Regions from separate parts of the Mus musculus genome. Here region 2 is linked to region 1. Evidence: chromatin contacts called from public Hi-C data. All regions are on one chromosome and are shown on one strand. Each heading gives the region's core, a stretch centred on a gene start, on an enhancer-like site or on the middle of the called end of the contact. The rest is flanking DNA. Distances are from core to core; before and after follow the strand shown. Region 1 has its middle 12 kb from the start of Gm34637. Region 2 has its middle 9.5 kb from the start of Gm40271.

What was found. A called contact is a pair of places that touch in the nucleus more often than the background predicts.
Region 2: a contact with region 1 is called in a Hi-C map of Sertoli cells, with 2.2 times the contacts expected there. The contact joins two enhancer-like sites. A contact is called at or near these places in 1 of 15 datasets of contacts at CTCF or cohesin (large pre-B cells), 17 of 484 Hi-C or Micro-C datasets (the Ba/F3 cell line, the N1E-115 cell line, Sertoli cells and 10 more), 23 of 115 datasets of contacts at active chromatin or transcription factors (the 230-238 cell line, SST interneurons, astrocytes and 14 more) and 1 of 9 other capture datasets (adipose tissue).

The regions. Positions count from the first base shown.
Region 1 is chr12:12,678,877-12,685,735 of GRCm38.p6, forward strand. No RefSeq gene overlaps it. Among named protein-coding and RNA genes, the nearest start is that of Gm34637, 12 kb to the left of the region's middle. Within about 2 kb of position 5,090, at least 50 of the 459 cell types and tissues checked have an H3K27ac peak or open chromatin away from gene starts, as enhancers often do. A contact at or near this core is called in Sertoli cells, where this site is marked.
Region 2 is chr12:12,915,290-12,922,584 of GRCm38.p6, forward strand. No RefSeq gene overlaps it. Among named protein-coding and RNA genes, the nearest start is that of Gm40271, 9.5 kb to the left of the region's middle. Within about 2 kb of position 5,667, at least 26 of the 459 cell types and tissues checked have an H3K27ac peak or open chromatin away from gene starts, as enhancers often do. A contact at or near this core is called in Sertoli cells, where this site is marked.

The DNA.
Region 1 (6,859 bases), core at 3,840-6,339:
ATAGCTATGTGGCTGAATGAGTTTAGGAGAGGTCGGCTAGCGGAGAGCTCGACTCTATGAAAGGTCTCCAGCTTCCTTTGCTTTGGGACTCCATTTCAGCAAGGTCTCTAGGCTGCTTGTTCCCAGGGCCTCCTGGGAATTCTCGAGTCCACCAGAGCCCTTGCCTGCTGTCCTAGGCCAACAGAGATAGAATGCCTCCACGAGAAAAGCACTTGGGCTCCATCTCTCTGTCTGGAGCGACCGAGTCCCTCTGTTTCACCCTTGCAGCCTTACCTCACCCCCACCCCCATTGTTTGAAGGAGACGGTCGATGACTTTTTCTTATGGTAGAATGAGGTCACAGAGTGATGCTAACCTGCCTCACAAGCTATGCTTGCTCTCCTATTGATTTAAAACGTCACCAATGCCATGGTCGAGAACAGCCTAACAGGACAATTAGAATTTCCTTCTTAAATTGTAGTTGCTGCTGCTGCTGCTGCTAGTGTGTGTGTGTGTGTGTGTGTGTGTGTGTATACAAGGGTGTGTGGAGCACACACACAACGAATGTGTGCCTCCTTCCACCCTTATATGGGTCCCAGGAATGGAACTTGGGTCATCAAGCAAGTGTGGCAAGCACCTTTATCTTCTGAGCCATTTTATTGGCCCCAGGATTCTTTTTTCATCCTTACAGTCCTATTAACAATCCAACACTGTTGAAGCTCTGAAAGAGTCAATGGCACCCAGTGTCGTCAATCCAGGAGCATCATATGAGTGGTCTCCAAAGTCAGTGCTTCTCAGCACACCTCCAGTAGGTGTCTGTCTACACTGGTCATGCACGATATGGCTTCTGGACCTGTATCTAACTCCTTCCCTTTGTTTATATGTTAAGGACAATTTCTTCAGATAAAGAAATCCATCTGAAATTCATAAATACCAAGCAGTACATGATGCATAAGAACAGTCACCAGCAATCTGTTAAAGCCACTGAATTCCGTGTGCATTTGCATGTATGTATGCGCATGTTCATGTGGATTCAGGCACACTTGTGTACATACCTGTTTATGCGTATATATGCAAATGGAGCTGGAGGTTAAAGGGCAATCTTCAGGTGCTCTCTACATTTTTTTTAAATGGCAGATAGTTTAGCATTCTGCAACTTGCTGAGGGGGTGGGCTAAGAAGTCCCAGAAACCCACCTGCCTCCTCCCTAACACTGAGATTCCAAGTGTGCACAACCACACCCAGCTTGTTTTTAATGTGAGTTCTGGGAATCATGTCCTTGTGCTCCCAAGGTAAGCGCTTATTGATGAGCTATCTCCCAAGCCCCTCGACTGAGTTCTTAAGGGACCACCGAATGGCTAACTCAAAAGCAATAATTGTGCCCAAAGACGTAAACTCTGACCCAGAAGACAACGCTTCTCAATGTTATCAAGAAATCTCCGTTGCACAGACAAGTACTGAAGAGATCCGGCTTGGCTCAGCAATAGCATTTGTCACCAAGGAGTGTATCCTCCTTTCTGCCTATCAGAAAATGCCTGCAACCTCACCTCCAAGCACAGGCATAGGCAAGCACACATACACACGCACACGCCCCCACTCACACATACACACACTGTGGAAGCTAGCCGGCAGCCCAGCCCACTTGATCTCTCTTCAAACCCAGAGAGCCCTTGCTGACTCCACAAACCCTGGTCTACACCCCGGCTGTAGGCGGCTCTTGACTGGCAGAGCTGCAAGCCAGGGTATCTTTGTAGGGAACAACACCCTGCCAGGCTAGACTGTAACCTGCTGATGCGGTGTAACCTCACCAGCACTGTGGAGATGCCACATCTGGAGTCTTTCCCGGGATTTTCACTCGAGTTCCGTTCAATAGCTACCCTGTCTTTGGTGTGTTAGCACGTTGATGAGGCTGGCACTCTGTTCAGACATTCAGCCTATCTCTTTCCCCAGGGCTGCGTGACTCCCGTGACTCCTCCCCCAGACACAAACCTCCTTTCAGCCGCGCTGAGACTCTAAGCCCTCTCCCCTTCAGCTAAGAGCCATTGTATCAGCTGTGATTTATGTACAGGCCTTTGTTGGACTCCTGGTTTTGACAGTCTCTGTGTTGTCGAATGGTAATAATTACGGGGCCTTTCATCCTTTATTTACGGGATTGCTCTGGGGGAGAGAGGCCTGGCAATGGGGTGGGGGAGTGCGGGGGGGGGGTGCCGGGGGGTGCCGGGGGGTGCCGGGGGGAGAGGCTCTTTTTCTGAACCTCGATACAGAACCAAAGGAGTAGGGGTGCTTTGGAAGTTATAAATAGCAGCTCAGAGAATAAAGAAGTCACCTCTGCAGGCTAAGGGAGCTTACAGAGGACAAAGGACTCCGAGAGCTGGGAACACTGTGCTGCTTGGAGACTGACAGGGCTAAATCGGGCGTTTCCAGGGTCCTGCCCCTTGTTTTCAAGCAGCAGAGTTTCATCTGAACTCAGGTCTCTGACTGAGGTGACAGGGATGTAGCTTCATTTCACTCAGCCTGCGAGGAAGCCTCCTCTCTGCCTGTGGGGATGTCCTTCCCTACCTCCACAAGCCCTTCTCAGATAGGTCTAGAGCTTTCTGAAGCTCCCGTATTACCCAGGGCTCACTTGTGAGTAGCCTAGGTCACATGGATGCTTCTGGACAATAGGAGTGGACAGAAGGATGCTGGGACTGGAGGCCAGGTGCTCAATGGCGATTAATGCTCAAAAAGACACAGCAGAGGAAAATGCTAGACCAGCAATGAACTTGAATGTGCGAAATTAACCTTAAAGTCCTGAGCCGCTAAGATTTCTGGGTTTATCTGTTCCTGGAGCACAGTCACTTATCTGATCAGCTTTGTAGCTGTCCAGCTTGGGCATAGAGATACCAGGGGCCATCCACTACCCTCAGAGTGTTCTCAGTCTGAGGGAGGAGGCAATATCAGGATAAATATGAGGGATGGCCACAGTGGAGGACTAGCACTGTGTGAACACAGAGAAGGTTATCTTGCCAGATCTGTGGTACCAGGAGTGCTCCCTGGAGTCAAGTGTCTTGTGAGGGATCTCGGAAAGCAGGTCTCAGGCAGTGGAGCAGACATAGCCGTGGGGACTTGGGGCAGGGAAATAACAGAGGACTGGCATGGACAAGAGTGGTGGTGCTGTCATGGACAACACTGCCAGGAACTCCAAGACAACCTAGTGCTGACTCACTGAGAGCCCCTGGACCTGGGGAAAGGAACAATTAGTACAGCTGGTTTTCGTGGGCGCTGCCAACGACTGGGGAGGATGTGGACAAGAACATGGATGTGGATCATACGGAGAATAAGGATGTGGGGATGGGGAAGCACAAGAAGACAGAGCACAGATAGGATGTGGCTGTCAGACTGGATGTGGTCCAGGGGGGATGAGAATCACAGGGAAGGATGCGGCCCATGGGGAGGATGCAGATCAGAGGCAGAACAAGGATCAATCAATGATGCTTACAGTGTATACAGGTAAAGCACAGACCTGTGGATCTCAGAGAGGGACGAGCAGCACATGTAAGTGCTTGGTTATCAGTTGCCACTGGCTTCAGGGAGCTGAACTTTTTGCTCCTTCAACTTCTGAAGGCCAGAGACCTTATCCAGGAAGACAAATGATAAAAGATACCACACATACCTGAGCATCATAGACTGCAGCTTTCTTACCTTATCTCCCATCTGAGTACTAACTAAGACCCACCTTGCTGAGCTTCCAAGAGTGGGTGTGTTCAGGATGGATTGCCAGCTTTTTCTCTTTCTCCTTGTTCTAAGGAATTCTGAGTGACTTCAACACACACAAAGACCTAACCCTACCCGTAGCCATGTGAACTTTGAGCCACCTTATTTTTGAATAGCCAAGTTCCTGAATGACTTTCCTCCTAGAATGCAGAGGTAAGCAGGAATAAGGAACTGAAAGACCACAGCTGTACCAAGGCCTTGGGAAAAGACTCAATGGAGTAGAATGGCCTCTCCCAACTCCAAAAGTGATGGCTGAGAAGATATTTATTTATGATCCAAAAAATGTTCTACAGAACAACCACTGAGGCCCCGTGTTGAAGACACAAGGGGGTTTCCACTACATGTCCAGTCCTAAACTCAGATGATTTTGTTTAATTTTTGCAACAAACTTGGGGGAAATGTGTCATTAGCCTTACATCACTACTGGGGAGTCTTATATAACCAGACAGGGTACATAACATGTCCTTGATCACACAGCTGGGGCAGATTTCAACTCCTACCCAATGTGCTTCAGGCTTCCCTATTTAGGCTTCTAGATAGACACACAAATGAGGTGTCCAGGCCCTGAGCTTGGTTTTTGGAGAATCCTTTTTTAAACTAAATAGGGGTGACAGCATGGAATACCCACTATCTTTGACCTTGCATGTAAGAGCAACTAGAGAACAAGGTAACGAAAAAGAGGCTCCAGTCTTTAGCCTTAGACTTGGTAATATACTCCCTCAGAATTACACACAGTAGGGCCTCACCATAAAACAAGTAGAGATGTGATCTCTCTTTGACAGACAGGGAAACAAGCTCAGAGAAGCTGAACGACTTTGGGCAGGTTTCATAGGTAGCTAGGGTAGACTTGAGCCTACCCGGCCTGATACCAGAGAACATGACTTCTATCTAGGCTCATAGAAAAGGCCAGATGCAGAGTTTCTTGCTAGAACTCCAGGTCCCACCATTCAGCAAGCATCCTAGTAGGGTCAGGCAGTGTTAGTGCCTGCCTTGCATCTGTTCCCACAACTCCCTGTGAACGTGTTTATCAGAGGACACAGGCTCCGTTTCTAATGGTTTGCATGGTTCCATTTTGGGGGAAGATTGAAAACCTTGGTGTGTTTGTGATCTCTCTCCACTTGGCCATGCAGTGGATGAACAAGAGTAAGGATGGGCAGGAAGCTGAATTCCAAGTCTCCCTCGGTCCTTCTCTTCTTTGACTCAGAGCACAGTATGTGTAACTCCCACTCACAGAAGACACAGCAGGCTATCTCAGGACTCCTCCCATTGGCCTTCTCCTTTCCTCTCAGATTAGAGAGAAGAGGCGTTCCTTTAATGTCAATGGCCCATTTAAAGTACAGCCCATGCTCTGGCCTTCCTAGTCTGGCTGTGTGGTGCTGAGTAGGTGTCCTATCCTCCCCATGTCAGGGTAGCTGCCTTAGCTATGACAGACAGCAGGTGTGAACAAGGAGAGCCTGTCGATGCCAAGCAGTGCCTATCCTTCTGAATTCTCCAGTCACCGTCCCATAATTACTTCCTCCCTGGCACTGAGCAGAAGGAAGCACCTGGGAACGCAGGGGCTTTTGGGTTCACAGGCAGAGGTAGAGAAATAGACTCAGCTCTCGTGTCATGCTTTCCTCCTCTGATCCAAATCAGCACTGGTCCCCGCCCCCACCCCTCGTCCTCCCTGGTGACTGTCTGGCCACACTGCGTAGGGTACTCTTAACAATCTTCAAGGTTTCCAGTAAAAGCCTAGATGAAGTGAAGGCACTGGTAAGGGACTAAGTGCAAGGACGCCTCTCCTGTCTGTGGATTGAATGACATCAGAAGCTTAGTTGCCCTCCAGGTTCCAAGGTACATTTTCCTTGAGAGATGACAGCAAGAGACAGTGAAAGGAAACGTCCCCTGGGAGTTTACTAGAAAGCCAATTCTCTGTCTCAGAAAGAAGGGATCATTGAACACACCCTGCTCTTGGGCCCCTGCGATTTTTCCTGCCTCGTGTCTGTGCTCAGCCCTCTCGCTGTAAGCCAACAGCTCCGCCTGTGAGATCAGCATTAATTAAACTGGGCTCAGTTGAAGCTTTTCCTGCCATTACAGTCGGAGAGCAGAGCAACTTGGAGCAAGACTCCTTCTGATGAATGAAGCATATAGTTATTGTTTTCGATCCCTCATAGCCCCTGGGGATGCCGCCTGGCAGGGGGGTAAATGAAACCTGGTACAGAATCCTCTATACTCCCCAATATGACACAGAATTTCCCACAGCCCGGGTTGGTTCCCACCCTCCCTCTTGGTAAGAAGGGGAAGGTGGTACAGGCGCTGTCAGTGTGCACAGCCATGGGACTTTGCCTCCCACTTGGGCTCGGAGCTTCAGCTTCCTTTTCTCTTGTCTGAGGATCAGGTCTCGCCACACAGGTTGAGATAAAGCGTAAGGATTACATTAGAAGGGAAGCACCAGCTCCAAGGGTGCTTTTGCACAGTCCCCGGGATTAATTTGAGTGGCTGCCCCATGACGTCAGACTACAGCAGCAGCTCTGAGAGCCCCCTTCCTGTCTCATGAATGAAGACAGATTCCAACAGCTGGGGCTAGACAAAGAAACATGTGTCAAGCTCCGGAAACCCATTTCCAAAAGAACCCAGGCGAAGGGAGGACTATGGGTGAAGGGCTGGGCAGAGCAGCCAATATATGGGCCATCAGCCTGCTTTCCGTTCCAAGGATGCTTGAGCTTCTATTGGTGCTGAGGGAGTCTGCCCTCAACCAGAGCTGCGAAGAGTCAGAACCAAAGAATGCGTGAAGCTTCCTCCTCCAGGCCGAAAGAGACTTCCGGTCCATGAATATCATGTTTCATGTGACCATCCATCCATAGAAGGGACTGAGGTGCTGCTTCCGGTATCCCAGTGGAGAGTCTGGGGCAGCAGTTACTCTCAGCAATTCACTAGAGAGAATTTTAAAATCACTACGAAAAGGGGTAGTGGCTTTTGCAGGAATTGAATGCCTGAGACATCTAAAGGGTACCTAGAGATGTCCTCACCTGTTTAACAGAAAGAATCAGGTACAGAGACATCACTGCCTCCTGCTGTCAGGGGTTTTTCTCAGTGCTGTATCATGGTAAAGAAGGTATTTGCCTTCTTGGAAATACACTTCCTCCATCT
Region 2 (7,295 bases), core at 4,417-6,916, 240 kb after region 1:
GTCTATTCCCTTATTTGGCCATTTTTTCCTCCTGAGGCTGACTACCAAGGTCCAGCTTGTAACAAGGTACTGAAGTCCAGCAATCAAAAGCTCCCTTTGGCTCATCTAATTACCAATGCCCAATTAAAATTAAACGCCTCATCCTAACGAGATTTCCAGTTTTACCTTTATAAATGATCATCTTCCTATGGTCCATGTCTGTCTCCTTTCTATCCAGAGGCAATCCTTTGTTCCATTCTGGGACAAATATCCCTCTTCCTTGTCCTATCTATCTATCTATCTATCTATCTATCTATCTATCTATCTATCTATCATCTATCTATTCATCAATCCTTGTTTTGTCCTCTATTTCTCTTTTGTCTTTTATTCCCTGACCTCTGTCCCTCTGGGGCAAGGAAATGTTCTTTATGCTAAGAACTTGCTCTTGGGGGTCCTAAGCTGATAATGTTCCTAACAAAAGAGTATTTCCAACAGCACACCTTTTCTTCTGACAAAGCCACCTAGGAACACGAAAAGGTGGAATGTTTCTATTTTTCGTAGGGCGGAGCCCTCTCTGACTGATCTGTTAGCAGTTTCTTTTGCAGTGCCTAGGATTGATCCAGTGTTCTAGCACACGCTACCACTGAACTCTTTTTTAAAATACATTTGTTTTTATTATGCTTAATAGTGAGTGGCTTGTTTGTGGGTGTGTGTATGTGAGTTTAGGTGTCTGTGGAGGTCAGATGTCAGAAGCATCAAGTATTCTTGGATTTGGAGTTACAGGCAGTTGTGAGTTTGATGTCAGTGCTGCAGACCAAACTTATGTCCTCTGAAAAAGCAGTGTGTGCTGTTAAAGGCTAAACCGTCTCTCTAGCAGTGTATGCTTAGAATCCAGTTGCGGGAGAGGCAAATGCAGGTGGATCCTTGAGGCTCTCTGGAAAGCCAGCCTAGAGTACTTGGTGAGTTCCAGGCCAATAAGAGGCTGTATCTCAAAAAAGCAAGGTGGAAGGAACCTAAGAAATGACACGCAAAGGTTGTCCTGTGCCTTCCCCGTGCGTTACACACAGGTGCACAAATACACCTATAAACAGGCAGCCTCACGCACATACCACTCAGAAGAAATATGCAGCTCAGTTTGCAACGGGAGGGCCTTGTGCAGGGAATTCCCTCTTCCCTCCTGGCCCTGGTGAGTCCCAAGCTTACCCAGCCCCCTCCACACAGGGGCCCACCAAGCAAAGGGTAATATTTCCTCTGCGTGAGGCTTAGCAGAGAACAGCTTTAAAAGAATCTGGATGTCCGTAAGCGAGCATGTCTTTCCTGCTGTATCAGTTTCTAATTGTGCAGGGGAAGGGTCACAAGGACGTCGGGGGTATGCTTTCATCCCAGGCTTGGGTTTTATTTCCTTTCCTTCCTCCTTCCCAATTGCTCTTCCAGCTCCCTGTCATAAAGTTGCAGGGCTTTACGAATTATTTATAATCTCATTTTAAGTCAAAGTAAACTCTGTAAAAAAAGAAAAAGTACACACACACACCACACACCATTCCTCCTCTGTGTTTATTTAGACACAGGTACTGGCATAATCTGAAATGTGTGTTGGGAAGGAGCTGCCCTGTAAATATTTACTCACAAATCCTAATTGGCTGTGGGTTACTTAGAGGGAAACATCATCTTAGAGGGGGCGCGATGCTGTGGTGTGTGATGCTCTTGAAACCGGTGGCATGGGGCGCCCTTGAGAAGACGGTGCTCCATGGAACCAAAGACTGTCAACGTGGGACCCTTGCCCCTAGGAGTTCAGAATGCAGAGAAGGAAGAAAAGTCATTAGTGTGACAGCAATATGCTGTAGAAAGAACACAGACAGGAGAAATGAACATTTAAGCTGAAGTAAGATATGCATGAATGAACCCTCCAAGTTAGATTAAACTTGTCCAATGAGGATGACTGGGGTAGGGAGGGACCGTGGTATTAGGACAGTCAGTTACTAAGTGTGAGTGTGCCAGATAGGGTCTGGGAACATGAACAGGAAATAAGAGATAGCCTCCATTCTAGAAAAGTCCAGTGGGGGCAAATATGGGGAAGGTGGGGAAAGGTATTGAAGGGAAAAACAAGGGCCAGGAAAAGGAAGTGTTCTTTTCTTGGCTGGTGGCAAACTTTCTGTCCCATATAATCACTTTGTGGAGAGAAAGGAATAGTTCCAGGATGCTCTGAAGATAATGAAATCCTTGCATGTTATGTCCTTCACCTAAGTTGGCACAGGCTCTTTGCCTCCTGAATATGTGACTCTTTGCTTCATCTAGATGGGCACAGTCTGTTTCCTGCTCTCCCAAGCATGGATAGGAACTTCTCAGGACACCACAGCTTTGCTATCATGATCAACTATAACCTCTAGACTGTGAGACAAGATTCTTGCTACCTTAAAATAAAAAAAAGAAAGAAAGAAAAAAGAAAAGAAGAGAAAAAAAAATCAGTCAGTGGTGATCCATGTCTTCAATCCCAGCACTCAGGAGGGACAGCAGTCAGATCACTGTTAGTTCCAGGACAGCCTGGTCTATAGAGCAAGTTTCAGGACAACCAAGGTTACACTGAAAAACCTTGTCTCTAAAAACAAACAAGTAAACAAACAGAAAGGGTAGGGAAGGGGCTGAAGAGACAGTTCAGTGGTTAAGAGCACTAACTGCTCTTCTAGAAGTCCTGAGTTCAATTCCCAGCACCCTCATGGTGCCTCACTGCCATCTGTAATGGGATCCAATGCCTCTCCTGGTGTGTCTGTAGACAGCTACAGTAAGTAAATAAAAAAAAACAAAAAACAAAAAAAAACCCAAATCACATGATTTGCATGCATCTTCCCACATATTTGAAATCATGTCCAGTTTCCTTACAGTACTGACTTGTGTGCTTTTTATAACTATAACAAAATACTGGAGGCAGGCACTATTGCAAAGAAAAGAGGTTCTAGAATGGTGATAAGCTTCTTGCTGGCAGAACCTAGAGGCAGCACAGAGCATCCCACAATAAGAGACGTGAAATGTGACTTGTATCTTGTGTTTCCCTCTTGTTATGAAGCCCACAGGATTCCAACTTGTGGACTGGATGCTATCGACTGAACTTGATCCTGATCACTTTCTAAACACTCCACCTCTAAATGTTCTTCCCATAAAGGTCCCATTTCTTAATAGCGGGAAGTGGGGATTAAACTCTTGCTCCCATCAGTGGACATAGAGTAACCAGCTTTGACCCACAGTGCTAACTCAATGTAAAGGCTGTGTAAGAATGGTTAGACCTCACATGTTCAGAGACTAGGATATCAGGTAGTACATATTTAGCCTCAGCAACTCTGTTTTTGGACTGTTTCTCGATTTGTGTCCAGCGAGTCCCTGATGCACATCACACATACACGGAGAGCTGACTACACTGTTCCTCAAAGCACTCTAATAAGGATTGGAAAGAAAATAGGTGACTGTAAATAGTTGGCTAATCTTTCCTTTAAGCAGAGTAGATTCTCCACTGAACCAACGAATTGAGTTCGGAGTTCTAACTCCACCCACTCCTGCAAAGGCCTCAGTAATAGACTCCTCTGGTTTATATATTCTTTCTGGCTGTGCTTTATAATTTTGCTGTGTGTGATGGCTGATTCCCGGGATTTCAACACATGGTAGATGCAGGCAAGAGGATTGAAAGTTCTAGACCAGTGGGGGCTAGAGAGCAAGACCCTGTTTCAAAAAGAGAAAACAAGGTAGTCTTGGTGGAGCATGCCTGGAATTTCAATACTATGGAATTGGAAACAGGAAGATCAGAAGTTCAAGACTGCTAGCCACACACCTGGAATCCCAGAACTCAAGGAAGAGGAAAGAGAATCAGGAGTTCAAGGCTATCCTCAGCTGCTACAAGCTAGTTCAAAGCCATGCTTGACTATATGAGACACCGTATTTAAAAAATAATAATAAAGGAAAAGAGCTGGTTTTTTTTTTTTTTTTTTTTTTTGACCTGCCTGGCCACTCCCCTGGCATAAGTCTCCAGCCTGTTTTCCAAAATATGAAATATTGACTCCATCAAGATAGCCCCAAATTTCTATCACAAACATGTTAATGAAAGTTAGCAACATAAAGTATTTGAGATCAACCACCATACAGGAAGACCTTGAAATCTCCAGCAAAGACGCTTGGGGCAGGATTTTCCCAAATTTTTCAATTGCTAAACATTTTTGTAAAGTATATATTTTATTCAAAAAAAAAGATGATCTATTTTGTACTTGAGAAAAAAGATTGCTTTTCCTTTCCAGTCTCTACAGGGAATATTATTACAAAATTGTTGTCGCACAAAGAGGCAACCCTAGAATGAAAGAAACATTATTAGAGAGATGGTTTACAGCTGGGTGTGGTTGCACGCACCTGTAATCCAGGCACGGGGAAACAGAGGCAGGAGAATCTGCTGCTGGGGTGAGGCCAGCCTGCTTTACATGGTTAGAGTCAATCCCAAAAAAAAAAAGCCGAACAAACACATGAAACACGTACATCACTGTCTATTAATACTGCCAGTCTAGCACGATGATCTGTAATTTCAGCTACTTGGGGGTTGCAAATGCAAGCTCCACAGGGGTGGGGTAGGAGGTGGAGGGGTGGAGATTCACTTAGCTATTTAGATCCCCATCCCTGCGCACACGCCTCTGTGTGTGTGTGTGTGTGTGTGTGTGTGTGAGTGTGTATGTGTTTTAAAAGGTTGGGATATCTCTAAATGGTACAATATAGTTCAGTAGCATGTGCAAAGGAGTGGATTCAGTCCAGTACAGGATGCACACACTGCACAAACACATACACACACACATATACTAAGAAAAAAATACATATAATAAAAATAAAGATTTGGAGAGCTAGTTCTTTTGGCAAGACGTGGGTGCCTGAATTTGATCCCTAGGACCCACATAAAAGCCAGGCATGGTAGCAAGCTCTTAGAGCCACAGCATGGGGAGGTGGGAAGTAGATTCTTGGGGCTCGGTGGCTAGCCAGTTTAGCAGATGTGTCACAGCAGGAGAGCCTGTCTTAAAAGACAGTATGGATTGTTGCTGAGAAACAACACCTGAGGTAGATCTCTGGCCTTCCCTGAGCAAGCATACCTATACACACAGATCCACGCCCCACCCCCACACCAAACAAGTAACTCCGGCACAGATTTCCTGCTGTTTTGTTTTTATGTACTGGGTCTAGAAGACAGTCCTTACACTAGGCATGGGGGCTCTACTCCAGAACTATACCCCAAACCCTGTATATGATTTTGTGTGTGATATCTCTTTAAGTATTACCTTTCATGTATGATCTTTGTTGTCCTAGTTTTGTGAAGAGGATCTCAAATCTGCCCGGGGGTAAAGTCAGATGTATCCAGTCCTCAGCCTCCCTCCCACCAGGGTCACAAATGTAACCAATGCAACGGGCTGCAGAGCCAGCTGGGTGCTTAAGAGCACTTGTTACTTTTCCCAAGGATCAAGGTTCAGTTCAGAACAAAATGTGCAGTGTCCACCAGACCAACCTCACTTTCTTATGCTCTAACTCCCTACCCGGGATCTGATGATGGAGCCAAACAAACGTTTGCATTTCTGCAGAAAACACCTTGTGTTTCTCACTCTACAGTAGTGACTAAGTAACTTTGGTTAACAATTCTCAGGAGGAGGCTAACCCAGCACAGCTGCAACCGGCATTCTGGTGGGAAAGCCACGGAGCCCTGTCTACAGCTGAGATTGTTCCAGGCCCAGCCTTTCACTCTCTGTTGCTCTGTGCCTTTACCTGACACCCTGTTCTAAGACAGTCACCCCATTAAGCAGGGAGGGCACAGTCTATTTCCAGGTAGACATGCCACTTATTTTCACGTGTGAAACGAGTCATCATTCACAGCTACGAAAAAGAATCAAAGGAATGCTTTTAGGCAGTTGAAACATTTTATCCAACTCTGCACTGATGTTTTGCTACTGGGGCGAGAAAAGCCCAGACCTGAGGCCAGCATAGTGGGACTGGGGATAGATTAGTGAGAGGGGGGCAGGTAAAGGAACTGGGGGTGGGGCTCAGAGGTACAAAGCTTGTCTGCAGGCTCTGAGTTCCATATTCAGCAATGGAAAGCAAAGGAAGAGGAGGAGGGGAGTAAGGAGGGAAAGGAGGGGGGGTTATGGATTGTGTGAGGGAGAGGGGGGCTGGGAGGGGGGAAGAGAAGGGAAATGTTAGAGGGAAGTAGTCCCTTAGGTCACCTAGTGGACAGAAAATTTTCTCTTTCTAGAGCAGTGGTTCTCCGCCTTCCTAATGTTGTGACCCTTTATACAGTTCCTCATGTTATGATGAACCCATCATAAAATTATTTTTATTGCTACTTCATAACTGTAATTTTGCTACTGTTATGAATCTGTGTTTTCTAATAGTCTTAGATGTCCTCTGTGAAAAGGTCCTTTGACTCCCCCCAGGTTGAGAACCACTGTGAGGTTTCTTGAGGACGGATAGCTGTCCATTTGACTTAAAAATTACCTTGGAAGAGAGCACCAGTGAGAAGCTAGCTAACTGCCTGGATCTGTTTGGTCTGAGGTCATACCTGTGAGAGTTTTCTTAAGTGGCTAATTGAAGTAGGAAGACCCAGGCTGACTTTGGGTGGCCCCATTTCCTTGAGATGGACCCTGGATGGTCTAAGAGTGAGAAGGATGGAGGGGAGCAGGAAGTTCCTTTGCGCTTGCTTTTATTTCTGTTGCTAGGCTCGAATGGGAAGTGACCAGTCGCTTCCAGTTCCTGCCTTGACGGACTATCATCCTTTCTCCCCTCAGTTGCTTTCTTATCAGGATATTTAGCACAGGAACTGATTCAGGCAGAAGTGGTTCTCCTAAAGCCTTCCTGCGAAGTTGATCCTCCGACACTATTTTGGAGTCAGAAACACGTAGCTTTTCATTTTGCTTGAGACAGGGGTTTCAGTTCATAGCCAGGCTGGCTTCAAAGCTGAGGCATGCTCCAGCCTCACAAGTGCTAAGGGTTACTTACATCAATGTGCCACCCATGCCCAGTTTAACACCATATTCCTGCCCCTCTGAGTCATTGGCTTCCCTCTGCAGGCTGTCACCTTCTCCGAGACCCTCCCCTCAACACACTATTGGTGAAAGACCCTTTGAAAAGAACCCTTGTCTGCCCAGTTGAATCCTCAGATCCCCTGCACACTGTTTACTGCACAGTGACACATAGTCCTGGCCTCTGGCTCCTTCTTCCAGGCTGTAAGTACCTCGGGTGATGACTGTCCTAGCTTGTCTGTACTTAGAGAACTCAGGAGATGGCCTGGCAAGAACAGATAGCAAACAGTCCAC